Regions from separate parts of the Sus scrofa genome. Here region 2 is linked to region 1. A link is a contact called in public targeted proximity ligation data. All regions are on one chromosome and are shown on one strand. The core of a region is the stretch at or near the end of the contact, and the rest is flanking DNA. Distances in the headings are between cores, read along the strand shown.

Region 1 (2,523 bases), core at 17-2,516:
CACTGAAAAAGTGGCATTCTGGAGCACATTCAAAGTCCATTAAGACGGCACATCCACTTGGATTCCTCTTTAACCTTCGGGCCTCAGGATGGCCTCCCAACCATGCAAGAGCAGAGGGCCAAAAACATCAGAAAAAGAATATGAGATTTCAAAAATATCTGAAAAGGACAGTTGTGTTTTTCAAGAAGCCTTTCCCTCAGTGGCTTTAGCTTTTGCATATAGCCCAGAAGTAGCTGATAAACTGAGGTTCTCTGACTTCGCAGCCTGATGGATATAATTTTCATACTGTACTTGGGGAGATAATGTATGCAGTGTATTGGACAGTTGTTTCTGTTATCAAGCAGCCGTGTTCTCTCATTTCACTAACAAATGTGCAGACAAACGTACATTGTGGCAAATGCAAGGAAATCTCCAGCCTGTGTTTGAAACTTAAGCCTCCCCATTCTTTAGAGCGTAGCATGATTCAGACAATAGAGATCCTTGGTACCAGCATTACCCTTCCTCTGCTGACTCCTTTAAGACTCTGGCACATGACGATAGTTAATATGCTTCAGTGTAGGAATAAATTCTGATGGCAGACAGACGATTACTGTGGAGGAATTGTCATAATAGCTGTCTCATTAAAAAAAAAAAGTTTCACTGTAAATTTAAAATATGTGAAATGGACACCTATACTATACCCCAAATCCTCTTCTTGTAAAGTAGAGGGCTAATAAATATTTATCAATCAATCAATAAAAGGAAGAAGTATTTTCTGTGGATTTTGATGCCTTTCTGGAGAAATGACCTCAATCTTAGCTCATTCCTTTAAGATGAGAATGTTTAGACACAGAGTCATTATAAGCTACTAACGTCATAAAGTTAAGATCAGATTTAGGGATTCTACACTTTTCCTGTCCCTTCATACAATTCTGCTCTACTTTCTGGAAAAAAAGAAAAATCCTCTCTTCCTGAGTTTCCACCAATGAAATATTTACAGACTGATGGGCTCTTTAGTCATCACTGAGCAGAGCTGCAATCTTTTCGTCATTTCTCGGAAGTCATTTTCTCCATCTGCTTAATCATTTCATGTACTTCTGACTCCACCCCACGTGCTCACATCTCCAAGACAGAAGATTCCAAAAATGGAAAATAGCCCTTCAAGGAACCAAAGGGAGGCCTGGCAACATGTGTCCTTTGATAACAGAACATGTCCTCACATGTGACTCCGTGTTCAGCTGCGGAATTCTTTCTCTCTCACCGCGCAGGCAAGCTGCAGTCTCCATCAGCGCTCCGGGGGTGGCGCTGTCGCATAGGAGAAAGCGCACTGCTTTTGATGCCTGGCACACCTGGGTGCAAATCTTGGCTTCCCAATTTACTACCTACATGACCAGAATCAAGTTGTTTAACCTCTCTAAATCTCAGGTTCTTTGTCAGAAATAGTTTCAGGAAATACCTGCTACCTCATAGGACTCTGGCAATTAATATTTGTAATTAGTAATTAGTTAATATATGTAAACGGCCTGTATAATGTGTATAGAGGTCTATGTACATACCTGTATATACCTGTATATGTAACAAGTATGTACAACATTCCCATCAGCCCCCAAATCCAAGAGTTAAACCAATTTCTATCTCTTACCACACTTGATTTACCAGAAATTTTTGTCCACTCCTCTTCCATTTTCCTGAACTCATCCATTTCCCTCCAGTGATCTAAGTCACCTTTGGGCCAGCTACCACCTGATCTGAACCACAAGTGTTTCTTACCAGGACAGTGGAATCGCCGGCTTTCTAACTCATTGCTTTGCTTTCATTTTTGCCTCCTAAAATCTGTTCTTTACACAGCAGTGATGTCATCCTTTTAAAAGATTAATTAGATGAGGCTGCTTTTCATAAAACTCAACATGGGGTTCCCATTACACTTGGGGGAAAAAAAGAACCAACAACCCCAAATCCTTTGCAGGCCTAAAGACCCTATGTGATCTAGCCTTGCCTGTGTGTCTGAAGTTATAGTTATCCCCTTCCACTCTTCCATCGTTCACACTGCTTTTAGCCACATAGGTCATTTTGTGTTTCAGGAACTCACTAAGCTTCTTCTGTTTCCAGGACCTTTGCCCTTGCCATTTCTTAAGCCTGAATGTTCTTCCTGCAGATCCTCAGGTCCTTATTTGTCTGGTTCCTTCTCATCATTCAGGTCTAAGGCTGCTTGTCACCAAAAAGCCTCCTCTGATAGCCAAGTCTCATCTTGTCTTTCCCTCAGACCCCAATGCAATTACTCTCTAGCACATTACTCTGTCTTTTCTTTATACCACCCAACACCATCTTTGTTTACTTATAGAATGTCTGTCTCCCCCAAAGGAATGTCAGCCTTGTGAATATAGGATCTTTGTCTACCTTGTTTAGCTCTAGATTGTCACCTTCTGAAACAGGGCTTGGTGGGAAGTAGACACTCAATAAGTATTTGACAAATGAATGAATTAGTGTTTTTAAGCCTGTCCTGGGAGAACTGAGCTCTGTCACACTTTTCATAAACATGAAATC
Region 2 (2,523 bases), core at 14-2,513, 230 kb after region 1:
GCTTATGGCCCCTTGCATACATCAAGTGCATACCTGGTCTCACTCCCCGCAATGCCCTTCCCTATGTGTCTGTGTAGCTCATTCCCACACTGCTTCAAGTCACCTTATAGAGATGTCTGCCTTGAGCTCCAAGATTACACAATTCCACCCACTGCCCACTACCACGCTTCCTAGCCCTTCCTTGTGCTCCCTCTTGATCTGTAATCCTTCTTCCATGTGATACACATTGATTTTCTACCTCCCATATCAGAATGCAAGCTCTATGAGGGCTGAAGTTCTGTTCTGCTAAGCTTTCTAGCATCTCAGTACTGCCATATAGCTTCATGTGTGAATGAATGAATGAATGAATGAATAAACAAATGAACATCCCTAGGGTGGAAGAGACCCCTCTACCATCAAGAGTATGATTCTTTTAAGGCTTTCAAAAGGGTAGCCTCTCTCTCCTGGTTTTTCTCCCTCTATTGCAAAAAAAAAAAAAATGGGACCAACATCTTCTGGGTTGCCACAATGTGGAGAGTTACTCTCAAAGATGGTAAACCATTATCCTAGAAGGCAGTCCAGGTTTCTCAGATTTCTCTGGCTGAATTCCTTGCCTTTAAAGGAAACTTGCCAAGAAGCTAAGGGAGCTCATTGTTTGAGTCTTAACCCCACTTTCCTGCTGCACAAATTTCAGTCACCATCCTCTTTCTCTTCTCTCCCAGGCCAACCAGCAGGTTTTTGTGATAAGATGCCTGATGAGAAGTTCCCTTCGTGGCTCAGCGGTTAATGAACCAGACTAGGATCCCTGGCCTCACTCAGTGAGTTAAGGACCTGGCGTTTTTGTGAGCTGTGGTGTAGGTCACAGACACAGCTCAGATCCCAAGTGGCTGTGGCTGTGGTGCAGGCCGGTAGCTGTGGATCTGATTCGACCCCTAACCTGGGAACTTCCATATGCTGTGGGAACCTCATTATGCAAATGAGAGGATAGATTTTTTTTTTTTTTAAGGGCCACACCCACAGCATGCGGAAGTTCCCAGGCTAGGGGTTGAACCAGAGCTGCAGTTGCTGGCCTGCACCACAGCCACAGCAACTTAGAATCTGAGCCTTGTCTGTGACCTACACCACAGCTCACAGCAACGCAACACCAGATCCTTTACCCACTGAGTGAAGCCAGGGATCAAACCCACATTCTCATGGATACCAGTCAGGTTTGTTTCCACTGAGCCACAACAGGAACTCCCAGAAGACAGAATTTTTTAAAAAGTAAACTCTGACTTAACCTCACACTCACTCATCTCCAAATTCAGGAAGCAACAACTCAGTGAACACCAAGCTCAGAATTTCAGATGCTCTACTTCCTCGATAGAAAAATGAAGCACCATCTTCCTCATTAAGTAACTAAAGATGCTAAGAAGGTATAGTCACCTTCCGGTTGAAAGAAAAAAAGATGAAATCTTCAGAATCTAACCACTTACAAATGAAAAATAAACTCCTAGATGCTAAGAAGGATTTTTTTTTTTTCGCTTTTTAGGGCTGTACCTAGGACATATGGAAGTTCCCAGGGGTTGAATTGGAGCTGCAGCTGCCAGCCCACACCACAGCAACACCAGATCTGAACTGAATCTGCAACTTACGCCACAGCTCACAGCATCACTGGATCCTTAACCCACTGAACTAGGCTAGGGATCGAAACTTCATCCTCATGGAAGCTAGTCAGATTCATTTCCACTGCACCACAACAGGAACTCTCAAGAAGGACTTTTTTTTTAAACATGTTATATGTGTGTTAAACAGACTATGCTTTGCCAAAATCAGGGTACCATTCTTAAAGATTTAATTTGATTTATTCTATATTTTCTAAGGTGGGAAAATTTGAACCACTATCAAATCTTAGCAAATACTGAATGAATTCAGTATACATCTTTCAAAAACATCTCTTACATCTAAGTTATTAAACTTACTTTTAAATTTATGATTCAAAAGTTTAATTGGATAAGTACGTTTTTATATATTGTCAAATTCCATACCAATAAAAGTTCTTTATATTTTTAAGATCCAGTAGATCATAGTGCACAATCCTGCCATTCAATAAGATTTGAGGAGGAGAAGAAAGACAAGATGAATTATTAAAACAGGCAATGTTTTATGGCATAAAAGTTTCTAGCACTTAAATACTGGACTTCTGCTTGAAAAAAATGTAGGTTTTTTTCTTACCATTAAACTATCTCAAAATGGGAAAACAAAGCTATCTAGGAAGGAAAAGAAATAGGAAACAAAAGGAGGTGTTTTACAATAAATAACCCTATGGTTTCTGTTCCATGCTAGAAAATTAGATAGCTGCAATAAAAGCACAATTTCATGGGGTGCTCTGAGCAGTCAAATCACAGATTTTTCCCTTGAGTTCTGGCTCCACAAAAAGGATGTTAAATTAAGTGCCACATGGTCACATTTTCACTTTAATTACCTTTTTAAAAAGCTAGGATTTTTGAGCCTCATGGGACTTATACATTTTCAATCACAGAGGACTCATATTTTAAATCATTA

Evidence for each region.
Region 2: a contact with region 1 is called in a targeted proximity ligation map of alveolar macrophages. A contact is called at or near these places in 1 of 47 Hi-C or Micro-C datasets (embryonic fibroblasts) and 1 of 2 datasets of targeted methods (alveolar macrophages).

What each region holds. Positions count from the first base shown.
Region 1 is chr5:38,952,490-38,955,012 of Sscrofa11.1, forward strand. No RefSeq gene overlaps it. Among named protein-coding and RNA genes, the nearest start is that of KRR1, 130 kb to the left of the region's middle.
Region 2 is chr5:39,187,263-39,189,785 of Sscrofa11.1, forward strand. No RefSeq gene overlaps it. Among named protein-coding and RNA genes, the nearest start is that of PHLDA1, 130 kb to the right of the region's middle.